Regions from separate parts of the Mus musculus genome. Here regions 2, 3, 4 and 5 are each linked to region 1. A link is a contact called in public promoter capture Hi-C data. All regions are on one chromosome and are shown on one strand. The core of a region is the stretch at or near the end of the contact, and the rest is flanking DNA. Distances in the headings are between cores, read along the strand shown. Region 1 holds the start of Heyl (hairy/enhancer-of-split related with YRPW motif-like). Region 2 holds the start of Ndufs5 (NADH:ubiquinone oxidoreductase core subunit S5). Region 3 holds the start of Ppt1 (palmitoyl-protein thioesterase 1). Region 4 overlaps Ppt1 (palmitoyl-protein thioesterase 1). Region 5 overlaps Macf1 (microtubule-actin crosslinking factor 1).

What was found. Promoter capture Hi-C pulls out the DNA fragments that hold promoters and counts their contacts.
Region 2: a promoter capture Hi-C map of hematopoietic stem and progenitor cells shows a contact between it and region 1. The contact joins the promoter of Ndufs5 here to the promoter of Heyl in region 1. A contact is called at or near these places in 11 of 39 promoter capture datasets (the 3T3-L1 cell line, the C10 cell line, the HPC-7 cell line and 8 more) and 1 of 115 datasets of contacts at active chromatin or transcription factors (large pre-B cells).
Region 3: a promoter capture Hi-C map of pre-B cells shows a contact between it and region 1. The contact joins the promoter of Ppt1 here to the promoter of Heyl in region 1. A contact is called at or near these places in 1 of 39 promoter capture datasets (pre-B cells) and 1 of 484 Hi-C or Micro-C datasets (pre-B cells).
Region 4: a contact with region 1 is called in a promoter capture Hi-C map of pre-B cells. The contact joins the enhancer-like site here to the promoter of Heyl in region 1. A contact is called at or near these places in 2 of 39 promoter capture datasets (cranial neural crest and pre-B cells) and 1 of 484 Hi-C or Micro-C datasets (pre-B cells).
Region 5: a contact with region 1 is called in a promoter capture Hi-C map of the HPC-7 cell line. The contact joins the enhancer-like site here to the promoter of Heyl in region 1. A contact is called at or near these places in 4 of 39 promoter capture datasets (the HPC-7 cell line, HPC-7-derived erythroid cells, frontonasal cranial neural crest and 1 more), 1 of 484 Hi-C or Micro-C datasets (pre-B cells) and 1 of 115 datasets of contacts at active chromatin or transcription factors (large pre-B cells).

What each region holds. Positions count from the first base shown.
Region 1 is chr4:123,232,302-123,234,807 of GRCm38.p6, forward strand. Heyl (hairy/enhancer-of-split related with YRPW motif-like) reads left to right here and starts at 1,255. Exons shown (of 5, transcript NM_013905.3): 1 at 1,255-1,645. The coding sequence starts at 1,566.
Region 2 is chr4:123,716,931-123,719,436 of GRCm38.p6, forward strand. It overlaps Ndufs5 (NADH:ubiquinone oxidoreductase core subunit S5), which reads right to left and starts at 1,256. Exons shown (of 3, transcript NM_001030274.1): 1 at 1,183-1,256.
Region 3 is chr4:122,834,974-122,837,479 of GRCm38.p6, forward strand. It overlaps Ppt1 (palmitoyl-protein thioesterase 1), which reads left to right and starts at 1,254. Exons shown (of 9, transcript NM_008917.3): 1 at 1,254-1,406. The coding sequence starts at 1,283.
Region 4 is chr4:122,858,052-122,860,557 of GRCm38.p6, forward strand. It overlaps Ppt1 (palmitoyl-protein thioesterase 1), which reads left to right. Exons shown (of 9, transcript NM_008917.3): 9 at 1-1,124. Cap1 (CAP, adenylate cyclase-associated protein 1 (yeast)) reads right to left here. Exons shown (of 13, transcript NM_001358035.1): 13 at 997-2,166. The coding sequence ends at 2,083. Among named protein-coding and RNA genes, the nearest start is that of Ppt1, 23 kb to the left of the region's middle. Within about 2 kb of position 1,255, at least 49 of the 459 cell types and tissues checked have an H3K27ac peak or open chromatin away from gene starts, as enhancers often do. A contact at or near this core is called in pre-B cells, where this site is marked.
Region 5 is chr4:123,576,654-123,579,159 of GRCm38.p6, forward strand. All of the region lies in intron 1 of Macf1 (microtubule-actin crosslinking factor 1), which reads right to left. Among named protein-coding and RNA genes, the nearest start is that of Gm31156, 26 kb to the left of the region's middle. Within about 2 kb of position 1,253, at least 63 of the 459 cell types and tissues checked have an H3K27ac peak or open chromatin away from gene starts, as enhancers often do. A contact at or near this core is called in the HPC-7 cell line and pre-B cells, where this site is marked.

The DNA.
Region 1 (2,506 bases), core at 5-2,504:
CTCTCAGCCAATCACATAGAGCAAACAAGTATCTGCCTTTCTAGGAAATGCCTAGTGCACACATTGGGCACTCTTCACACTGGTTGAGGTTCTCACTGTTTTGGCAGGTGCCCACAGAAATTATGTGAGTGCTGAGGGCATTTGGAACAGGAGAATTGGTGCTTGCGGCTGCGGTGGCCAGCAGAGTTTCCTGATGGCGACCGTTCATGCCAGTCCTATCTGGTCATCTATGAGCATGATAAGTTTCTGTGCTTGGCCAAGTGGTTACGTGTGGGTCTGAGTGGCAAGAGGCCTGTTCTTTCCCATCAGGAAGTATCTGCAAGCAGAGCTGACTATGGTGAAAGTGTGTGTAGTCAGCTTCAGGTGACCAACCCCACTTCCCTACACCAAAAGCTGGCTTTCTTTTGTGCCTGTCCCAGTGAGCAGAACAAAGGGAGAGGACTCCTCTGGTGCCCTGCCCACCACACCCACCTCCACCATCTCCCTGCCGCCCCTGCAAGAAGTTTGCTCTCCTCCCTCAGCTTCCCTCTGCACTTCTCTGCGTACGATGACCTGGGAGGATGGCAGCTGAATCTCTAGGCACAAGGACAGGAACTCTCACTGACTAAATAGTTGTCTGTGGTCAGACAGGCTCCCCCAGAAAGAGAAGCCGAAGGCTCCTTTCCTCTCTTCCTCTCCCTGGTGCCTGCCAGGACAGCTGTCATTAAATGAACTGGGGTGACTCCCAGGGATACCCCACCAACCACCACACCCTACCTACCTTCTCCATTCCTGTGCTCCCTCCCACAAGTCAGAAGCTCAAAGATCTTGGCCACTGTAAAGTCAGCACTTGGGATGCAGAGGCAGGAGGGTCAGGGATCAGTAGTTCAAGGTCATCTTCTGCTACACATCAAGTTCAATGCCACTTTGGGTTCTATGACCCTGTCTCCCCTCCTCCAGCCTTCTCAGCTGGCAAGCAGCAGCCACCCCTTTGGGGGTTCACCAAAGGACTTCGAAGTTCTGAGCATCCCACAGTGCACGTAGCTTCCCCAATACACACACACACACACACACACACCACAAACTTTGGTCCCCTATAGAAGGAGTGACTGAAGAATTACTTCCAAGGGGTCACAGGCACCCCCAGTAACCTTTCCAAACCTATCTGCCCTCCCTGCATGCCCTGGAGCAGGAAGGTACAGGTCTGACCCTTATAAAAAGCTGAGGCACTGCAAAGCGAAGTCTGTCGCACAGAACTAGGGACAGATCCGGATTCTCTGGGCTTCCCCGTGGGGCCTCCCAGGGCACCTGCCCAAGGCCACCCAGAGCGCCAGCCCAGGCAGCGCCGGTGGAGCGGAGCCGGACCTCCCAGCGGCCGATGGGGGCGGTGACCGCCCGGGGCCTTCCCACGGTTCGGTGGCGCGTCACCGCGGGGGCGAGGGGGCGCCGGGGCGCCCCGGGCTGCGGTGCAGGAAAGGGCCCTGGGAAAGGGCGGCGTCGGCTCCCGGGCCGGGGCGGGGCTGAGGCGGGGCCCAACAACCAACTCCAGGGATCGCAGGGCTGGGACCCCGCAGCCAGCTTTCGGCATGAAGCGGCCCAGGGCGCCCAGTGGCTCCGACGGCGAGTCTGATGGACCCATCGATGTGGGTCAAGAGAACGATCTTAGGTAAGACAGGGTGGAGCGAGGGCCGTCCGGGGGTGAGAAAGTCCAGCACACTCAAGTTTGTGCGCAGCCCTCAGGTGTCAGCCAAGATGCGGGGGCGTGTGCAGCGACTCCAGTGCGTCCATAGCACCAATGCGGCAGATTCCTGAGTACCCTGAACCATAACACCCTGAACCAACTATGGTTCAGGGAGCTGGGATGGGAGGACAGTTCAGCTGGAGGATATTCTGTCGTTTGGCTACCCCCAGGGACGCCCCTGAGAAGTTTTCCTGCAGACCTAGGAAACCTTCATAGATGTAGATACCGCATTCCATTGCCCATAGTTTGTCTACTATGAAGACTTCTGTACTTTTCCAATTTCACTCTTCTTTGGGAACAGTTTTCACATAGTACACAAAAGGACTGGGGGCTGTGTCCTTTTCGCTTTGAGCATACTGGGATTTGTGTTTAGGTACTGAGGGAAATAATAGCCAACTTGCAAAAGCCTAGACTCCAATCTTCAGCACCCCTTCCACCAAACCACCAAGCCGCCAATGCAGTTTCTTTTTTGTTAAATAATCTAACTTCTAACCTGTGGAACAAACTGAACTTGTACAATCCTTGCTACCTATCAGCTCGGTGACTCCATAAGCTTCAGTTTTCTGGTCTATAAAATGGGTATACATGATGAAGCTAGCTTCATAGCGGGTGTAGACATCAAACGGAAGAATGTCAAGGCCTTAGCAGTAGTTCATGGTGAGTGCTTAGTGGTGTCAGGCTCTAAGTCTCCAGGCCTTGCCACCCAGCCCACAACCGCCACCAACTCACCTTAGAGCTTTTCCTTTCCTTCCCTTTCTTCTTTCCATTCTTCCTCCCCCTCCTCTT
Region 2 (2,506 bases), core at 6-2,505, 480 kb after region 1:
CTGGTCTACAAAGTGAGTTCCAGGACAGCCAGGGCTACACAGAGAAACCCTGTCTCGAACCCCCCCCCCCAAAAGTACTTCGTCCATTACTGTAACAGTCTATTTACTTCTATGTTTTTCCTACTGCTTTTGTTTTGAGAGCAAAATCGAGCAGATGCTAGTTAACTGCTAAAAATAAATGAACAAGTCAAATTAAAATTTTGTAAAAAAATAAAAAAAATCAGGAAATCTCAAACAACTTACACGTACAACTATAAAGCAGTGGATAGATTCTGGTGCTCAGTAGAATATGACATACATTAAGCAAAAAGAACATATGGAAAATACATAGTAAAGTTGACATAGAACAAAATAATCCCAAACGACAAATGTGCTTAAGAATGGAAAGCAAGCGCAGCACCCACATCAAAACCATCCTGTACGCGGACATTTAGGTGAATTTAATTTATAAAGCTCCCTCCCATTCTTTTAGTCATTTACTGTGTATGTCAGAGGCAAATGGGGGAAACGGCTCATCATAAGCACTGGAGACCCACACTGGGAACCTGAGTAAGAATTCGGGGGAGGAAGCCATTGGGAGAATAGAAAAAGTCCCAGAGGAGGATCTACATCGCTCTCTCTCTCGCTCTCTCTCTCTCTCTCTCTCTCTCTCTCTCTCTCTCTCTCTCTCACACACACACACACACACACACACACACACACACACACACACACAAACATAGACAACAGAAGTTATGACAATGAGGACGGACAGAGGCTCTGGAGCGGCTGCTGAGCCAAGTGCACAACAGGAAGAAAGTAGAGGGCTCTGGGGACCAAAATCAGGATGTGGTGCACGCCTTTAATCTCAACACTTGGAAGACAGAGGCAGATGCTTCTCTGTGAGTTCAAGGCCAGCTTGGTCTACAGAGTGAATTCCAGCCTACACAGAGAAACCCTGTCTCAAAACAAAAACAAAAAGGAGCGGGATGTCAGGGTAGGAAGGAGGCCAAGGCAGGAGTCCGGCAGACGGTGGATTTGCTCCGGAGGGCCGGGGGTGGGGGTGACGACCTAGTTACGGGGTGAAGGGAAGGCAGGAGGACACGCCCAGACCTGGGCCACCCACAGAGAGAGGAAATGTGTCAAGGAGCTAATCCTGAACGAAACTTCTTGGCTGTGCGGACACAGCAGCGCCTACCGCACCTCTGCAGTGCCCTTGTCAGGTCCCTGGTGCAATTCCCGACCGCCGGCTGCGGGAGGACGCAGACGCCTGCCGTAAAGGACGCCCGCAGCACGACATCTCCAGAGCGACGCCGTAAATCAACCACCGGCCGAGGAACTGTAGAAACCAAGCACAGCGGGTCTGCGCCTGCGCAGCAAGCAGCCCAGCCTCCAGACGCTGACAGCTGATAAACCGACTTTCCCCATACTACTGCGCCCGGTAGTGAGTTCTCCCTTTCAGCACTGTCGTGACCGTTGATTGTTGTGCTACTTGAGCAAGGTCACACTCGAGAAAGAGTAGTGCTTCCCTCACCCCAAGGAAATGTGGTGATTAAAGCTCGTGTGCCGTGACCCCAAAACTTGTGTGACTGTTTCCCAGTTTCACGGTGGCAGTTTCCCTTTTTGGTAATAAACATAATAGCCGGGCTGGAGAGACAGCTCAGAGGTTAAGAGCATTTGTTGATCTGGGAGAGGTCCTCGGTTTAACTCTAGATTCAGGGGACCCAACATAGTTCTTCTAACCTCAGCAATACCAGGAGCACACACATGGTGCACATACATGAAGACAAAACTCTCGCACATAAAGTAAATCTTAAAAGAAAGATAATAGTGCCTAACGTGGTGGCTCAGGCCTTTAAATCACAGAAATTAAGAAACGGAAACAGGTGGATGTCTATGAGTTCTAGGCCAACTAAGGCTACATAGTGAGATCTTGTTACAAACAAACAGCTATAGAGTTACTATAGGGACTTCTTTATACTGTGACATGATGAAAACGTTCTTTGATGTATTAGCTGACATTTGCACCAAAGCAATCAGAAAGCTGAGACAGGAGGATGTATCCTCTTGAGTTCAAGGCTGGCCTGGCCTATAAGACAGATGCTGTGCCTGCGAATGAACAGTTTCTGGAGAAAATTCCCGAAGTCCATGTGGTGGGTTCAATAGGAATGGCCCCCATAGATTCACGTGTGTGAATGCTTGCCTCATAGGCAGTGGCACTATTAGGAAGGGTGGCCTTGTGAGAGTATGTGTGGCTTTGTTGGAGAAAGTGTGTCACTTTTGGGGAGGGATTTGAGGTCTCCTATGCTCAAGTCAAGCCTAGTGTGGATTAGTCTCCTTTTGCTGCCTGTTGATCAAGATGTAGAAATCTCAGTTCCTTCTCCAACACCATGCCTTCCTGCATGCTGCCATGCTTCCTGCCATGATGATAGTGGACTAACCTCTGAAACTGTAAGCCAGCCCCAATTAAATGGTTGCCATGGTCACAAGTCTTTTTACAGCAATAGAAACCCTAGTAAGAGAGTCC
Region 3 (2,506 bases), core at 4-2,503, 400 kb before region 1:
TTTTTTTAACCTCAAGCTATCATAGTTCTCAAGAGGAAAGGATCAGGAATGGCTTAGTGGCCATTGTTTTATCCAGCTGAACAATCTAGCTGGCCCAACGCTTATCAGACTGTGCACTGTATAATGCATCCTAATCCTGTATTTTAATTGGCTTTCCAATTACTAAGTAACTGCTGGTTTCAGTGGGGTGGTACAGAAGGGTTTCATGTGGGTGCACAACCGGTTATTCTTCTAGATTTTTCATATGTCGCTCTCTACAAGACTACTTCATCCTTTATAAAGCCGGTGTCAGAGAGTCCCACTGTACCGTGAATACACCCTATTTAACAGATTCCTTTAAACATTTTTAATGCTTTTTTAGGGGAAAAAATGTTTGACACTGTCATTGAGGTGCCGAGGCTGCACTGAGGGAATCTAGAAAAGATGTGGGAGCATAGACAGGAGCCTCTGGGCTATAATAAACCAGAGTGGAGCTTGGATAGGACGTAGCTATGTTTCCCATCTTCCTAGTACATGAAATACCTGAGAGTCCATGACAGCCTGGAAGTCTTATTACATCTTTAATAAGATACTTTTTTCCCTCTTCAGGAGTCCAAACTTCCTCCTCCCTAATTACATCTTTAGCTTTTGAAACCCCATCTTAGCTTTACGATCCAAACCAAACCTCACCATGATATAACTTGCCCTGGATGAAAATCAAGTCTCCCTTCCCCAGTCCCGACACTGAGCCTTTTCTTCCAAGGGCTATAAGTACTATGGCACTGTGCTGAAGAGTTTTCTGCCTCCGCCTCCGAGGACCTTACCTAATTTCTCACACATGTGCTAAAATAAAAACAGTCTCCTAGGGGGAAAGCACCTGCAGCCAAGCCTGATGGATGACCTCAGTTCAATCCCTCTGACCGCTCCTGCAAGCGGTTCTCTGGCCTCCACACATGCGCTGTAGAACGCGAGCCGTACACATATGAAACGCCCACACATAGAATTAAAATTACGTGCAAATGACATAATTGTTAGCGAATAAACAGCTCTTTTCTGCTAATACACAGCTGAAAGAGAAGGCAAAGTTCCGTAGGGGGAAGGGGGAATTGTCACCTAGGCGTCCTTGGGTGTAAAATGAGAGCAGTGCATAAGATCAATTAAAAGATGGAAAGCCCTTATATAGTAGAGTCTGGTGGGTGTTAAGCAATGAATAAACGTCTCTGTCAGGATGCAGAGCCCGGCAGGGGGCGTGGCCACCGGAATTACTTTGGTCCACAGTCCCCGCGGTCATGTGATTGCTAAGATGGCGTCGTCCTGTTCGCGGAGGCTGCTAGCTGCCGCTCTGCTGCCTTGGTGCTGCGCCGCCTGGGCCCTGGGGCATCTGGACCCACCTTCACCACCACCGCTGGTGATCTGGCATGGGATGGGTGAGTGGGCGTGGACGGGGGCATCCTTTTCCCCCCTCGGTTCTTAAATCTGGAAAGACGATAGGGATTCCACAGCACCCGCCTAGTCCAAGGTTTTCGGATTTGTTGCTCTGCACGGAAGGGACGACAACCAGGTGTCTTTAGTGAGTGCTCAGTGAGTATTGTGCACGGCTTGGTTTATGCTTTGTTAAAATCCTGGCAGCAGTAGCATCAGCCTGCAGTATCTCACAGTCAGTCCAGCCTGCCCCTGCAGAGCTGGACTGCACACTCAGGCTTTCATTCCTTCACATCTGAATAGAGATCTACCAGGGGCCTTCATGTCCTTTATACAGTTACCTCAGAGCACCTGCTATACCTGAGCATGAAGCATTCTCATCTTTCTGGAACTTGCTGTCCAGTGGGGGAAACGTATTATAAGGAAATACGGGAAACTTGTCAAATGGCCAGGAGTGCAGTGAAAACAGAAGATAGAGCCTCAGGTGTGAGCTTGTGCTTCTACGGAGCAAGTTAGAACAGGAAACGGGATTCACCCAAGAGTGACAACTGAGTAGAGCTTAAGAGGATGCAGCACCATGGAGGGAGCAACTGGCCAGATCCTCCCTCCCGCCCCACCCCCCCGGAGCTCCCAGGGATTGGACCACCAACTAAAGAGTACACATGGAGGGACCCATGGCTCCAGCTGCCTATGTGGCAGAGGATGGACTTGGACATCAGTAGGAGGAGAGGCCCTTGAACCTGAGAATGTTCGATGCCCCAGTGTAGGGGAATGCCAGGGAGGGAAGACAGGAGTGGGTGGGTGGGGAACACCCTCATAGAGTCAGGGGGAGGGGGGATTGGATAGGGGGGTTCCGATGGGGAGACCTGGAAAGGGGAAAACATTTAAATGTAAATAAAGAAAATATCCAATAAAAAAAATAAAAGAAGGAAAAAAGAGAAGAAAAAAAGGAGGACGAGGGAAGATGCCATAGGGACATGTGGTCACAGGAGCAGCAGGTGCAAAGGCCCTGAGCTTGGCAGACTAGCATGCAGAGCAGTGTAGCAGGAGCAGCGGGAGCAAGGGAATAAGAGGGTGGACAAGTATGCTGGGGCTTTTAAGATTA
Region 4 (2,506 bases), core at 5-2,504, 370 kb before region 1:
GTGTGGGCCGTGCATGATGTTTCCCCATCATTTCTTAAGACTGTTTTCCTGTGTAAGTGTTGCCCTCTAGAGGTACCTAGCAGTCACCCCACAAGCCTACCATCACGTCCCCTTCAGAGCTCACCTTGTATCCTTAATCCTCAGTAACAGAATTAGTCACACAGGGGGGAACTGCCAGCAGGGTTGCTTAGGAAAGGAAATGGACCTTCTCTTCTCTTCTCTTCTTTGAGACAGGGTTTCACTCACTTTGTAACCCTAGCTGGCCTGGAATTCACTATGTAGAGCAGACTGGTCTTGAACTCACAGTCACAGAGATCACCTGCCCCCTCTGCCTTTCAAGTACAGGGATTAAAGGCATGCATCACCACAGCCTACAGCAATGTGTGTCTTATATACTATGAGATAGTGAGGGAGTATAGAAGTGAAAACCAGGTGTCTGTTCTTGCCCTTAATATTATAAGTGGCATAAATGTCACACCATTGCAAAGAACGGGAGAAATAGTCTAAAAAGGTGGGGCTTTGGCATTCCTACCCTACATCCTATTTACCAGCATACATCAAACTGCTGCTGATTTGATTCCTCAAGAAAATGATTGGGGAATATTGTAGACTTCTTTTCCCTCCTATTAAACAGATGATAACTTTGATTGTTAAAGAAGAAACCACCCTGATCCCCCATTTCCTACAGTTGAGCATGGACTCCCTAGTGCCCATGCTGAGATCTCAGCATGTTCTAGATGGGTCCTCTAGAGCACGGGTTTGGAGAAATGACTGTTTTCATGAAAGCACCATTAGCACCACAGAATTCACCCACTGCCTGTTTTTCCTTTTCCTTTCTCAAACCTACTCAAATAAAAGGATGAGGGTTAAGGGCAGGAAGTGGGAGGATCTAAAAATAGTTTTGAGATTGTCTTTAAAAATAATAAAGAGTAGTTTCTTATACTTGGTATCATTTTCAGTATTTTCACATCTCTGTACTGAAAACATCAGGTGAATAACTAAACAAGTTTGGTATTAACTTTATTCTATTTTCTGTATAATTTTAAGTACATAAAGGTTTATTTCCACAGGCCTCAGGTAATGGGCAGAAGTCACAGGACAATCTTTCTTCCTCTTTTCCCACCAAAAAAAAAAAAAAAAAAAAAAAAAAATAGGAAAGGAAAGGTTGCATATTTTGGTCAGTGTGTCCTAGAGGGAGCACTGGGATTTTGCAATGCTGTGCAAGATTCTGATGTAAGTCGAGACCTAAACAGCCGCCGTGGAGGTCATAGTCCTAGTCAGGTTCCTGCGCAGAGGCCCTAAGCTGCCGAGTGACAAGCAGAAGGGTGAGTGGAGGCAATGACAGTCATCTGGCAGGGAGGAGGAACGCCAGACTCCTTGGAATGCTGTGGTGGTTTTCTTTAAAGTTGTTCCCCATGGGAATCAAGGCAGTCATCCCAGGGGGTGGGGGGAAAGGGTTTAAGACTTCCTTCCTCAGAAAAGGACACTGCTACTGTACTGCAGCTGCAAGGGAATGCCTGCTATGTTGTGGTTGATGCTGACCCAGGATGGAATGCAGATGAAGGATGCTTTTAGGAAACAAGTCTGCTTGGAATGCTGGGTGGCAATCCTTAGCTTTTGGTCGAGTGGAAGCCTGGCCTCACTTGTCAACAATGAAAACTAGGTTGGTTAGAACCTAATAGACTCCCTGGCTCCTGCCCCCCATGCTCACTGTTAGGAGAATAGTGTGCATTCTGATGTTTGGTTCCAGGGTGTTGTGAACCCTCAGGGACTGATTGTTGGTAGAATGACCCCCAAAGCTGAAAGCTTCGGTGCCCCAGTCTGGGCCTGAAGCTCTGTAAGCTCAGCCTGTGGTGCAGCTGCGCTGATGCCGAGAAGCTGCACCTTCCGGTGAAGATCCACTGACCTGCTGTCCCGCCCGTCTCAGCCTGAGGTATATTTCAGTGAAGGCAGGTAGCTGGGCTTCTCAGAGCAGAGAAGCAGTTTAAGAGCAGAAAGGTAGAGGAAATCTAGAAAAGAACCGTCTCCATACAGATGTATCCCATGGTGTGAAGGGAGAGGGCACAGGACCCATGTATTTGCTTATCCAGCGATTTCTGTCACTGTGGTGACCAACTTCTGTCCGTTCCACAGGGTCTTGAACTGCTCGGGGACTGGGAACTCGTTCTGCAAAAAGGAAGTAACAGGATGATGGGGCTGGAGAGATGACTCAGTGGTTAAGATCACTGACTGCTCTTCCTGAGTTCAATTCTCAGCAACCACATGGTAGCTCACAACCATCTGTAATGGGATCTGATGCCCTCTTCTGGTGTGTCTGAAGAGAGTGACGGTGTACTCACATATGAAATTCCTAGCCAAATGGATGGACCTGGAGGGCATCATCCTGAGTGAGGTAACCCATTCACAAAGGAACTCACACAGTATGTACTCACTGGTAAGTGGATATTAGCCCAAAACTTAGGATACCCAAGATATAAGATATAATCTGCTAAACGCATGAAACTCA
Region 5 (2,506 bases), core at 3-2,502, 340 kb after region 1:
GAACTGACTCAAGTCAGTGGAGGTCACTAAGTTCTTTACCGAGTGTAGTGTTGCTGTGGTGGAGGAATATCTGATCAGAATAAATCAAGAACAAAGAGAAAGAGAAGAAATCAATGACATGTGAATGATCCTTTTCAGGAATCCTGGAGTAAGAGGGACCAGGTACCAAAAACCAGTTCTGCTTAGCATATGAAATGCAATGAAATGTAACATAACAGTGCTTGTTAAAGGAGTAAACAGTGAAGAATAAAAATCAATGGCACAGTTCAGTGAAACATTTTTTATATAAAACAGAACAGTTCAGTCATTCAATTAAAAAATAAGGATTCCCTTGTGAAATAGTGCTTCATTCACTCAATTAAACAAACAAACAAAACAAAAAACCCAGCCTTCTGAAAGATGCCCTAGGTACAAAGATAACTGTGACACTCTCCACAGTGGAGAAGCAAGCAGAGAAGCTTCTGGGCTATAATGTTCAAAGATGAAATTACCTGGAAGAAAATATAACAATTTTTATGCAACTACTATAAGCAATTTCAAGACCAGGTATGGCGGCACACACCTTTAATCCCAGCACAGGCAAGCAGTTCTCTCTAAGTCCAAAAGTAACCTGGTCAATATAGTAGAGTGTCAGGCCAGCCAGGGATAAGAGGAGAATCTATCTCAAAACAACAACAAAAATACCCTCATATGTTATTCATTTAATCTGTATAAATATCCCTGAAAGGATATGATTATCCTTAGATATATCGCTTTTCTACATACCCCAGGTAGATATCCTTATCTGCAGCCTTTTCAAGTGTGTGTGTGTGTGTATGTATGTATGTATGTATGTATGTATGTATGTATGTATGTGTATTTGTGAAGGCAAAAAGAATGAGAAGGGAGCTGTCTTGGTGAAAATACAATTGATGTTTCACTTGGTGAAACAGAGATCTGTGTTCTGTCACTTACAGGAAGTGGTTAGAGGCTGGCAGAAGGGAGAGGCTGTTTTCTTTTTAGAGATCACTTATTATACACAGAACAGGCTACTTAAAGTCACACACATTTACCCGCAGATTATTCCTTGCTAGCAGCAAATGGACACAACCCTAAACCACCAAAGCTACCTTGTAGAAGAAAGATTAGAACTCTGTTAACACTGCAGATCTGCTTCTTTGCAATTACTTCACTCTCAGGAATTTAAGACAGTCTCCCCCAACCATTACCACAAGAAATCTCAATACTACTCAATACCCCAGAATCTCTTTCATGTATGCCAACAGGGTCAAAGCAAGTCAGTAAGAAGCTATGCTCTATGTTTTACACGGTCTCAAAGCATCCAATGACAGCAAACAAAGACTAAAGTTTTAAGACCTAAACTAAAAGATCAAATTCACACCCACACATCTATACCCAAATATATTTGCAACCATAAATTTAGAAGAAGGGAAAGCATATTATAGATGGGATCTGAAGTCTTAAGTTGCTGAAACTGTCAGGATCCAGACAAAGCTTGTCCCTGAAACTCTCTTGCCCTACATTCTCCCGTGAGTACTTAGTTAGCATCTGTCAAAGGGCAGAGGACGTGATCTTCATGTCAGTGAATTATGAGACTCCAAGACTGCTTCTGTGATACTGAGACAATGATAAACATGCAAAGTCCTAGACTGTCTATGAATATTCCACATACTCAAGTGTTCACTGAATATAAGTAAATTTTTTCCTGTTTCTTATCAGCAAACCTGAGGCATTATCATTATCATAGTCAAATGGGCATATGTTCCCATCTAGAATATCATCTATAAAACATATTGTGCCTATGAGCAATGTATTCAACTTAAGGAAACCTCCATTTCCTTATTTGTAAATGTTGATAACAGAACATGCCTTACTAAAGTTATACGAAGAAGTAAATGATTTAATGCACTTAAATAAATGCTTAATACATACCCATTAGTGGCTATTGTTGTCATAATTCAGACTGTATGACACCTTGGCAAACTGGTTGCTGATCTATCACTTGGATACCCTAGCCTAACCTAACCTAATCTATCTAATCCCTGTCTCTCACCCACCAATCCTGCCCTTATTCACTATAAGATTAACCTCTTTGGTACACAAAAAAATGACTAGTACATTTTAAATGTTCCATGTATCCTTATTTGTAATTTTTAAAGGGTTTATTTACTTTGATTTTTATGTGTTTTGAGTGTTTTATTTTTGTATGCAGTGCCTGTGGAAGCCAGAAACGGGCACTGGATCCCCTGGAATGAGATTACAAAAAGGGTGTCAGTTGCCATATGTGTACTGACTCAAGTCCTTTGCATGAGCAGTCAGCACTTTTAACCACTGCACATGAAACTGATTTCTTTTTTTTTTTTTTTTAAGATTTAATGTATATGAGAGCCCTGTCTGCATGAATGCCTGCAGGCAAAAAGAGGGCATTCCATTATACATGGTAGTAAGATACCATGTGTTTGCTGAGAATTGAACTCAGGACCTCTGGAAGCTTTCTATTAGCCAT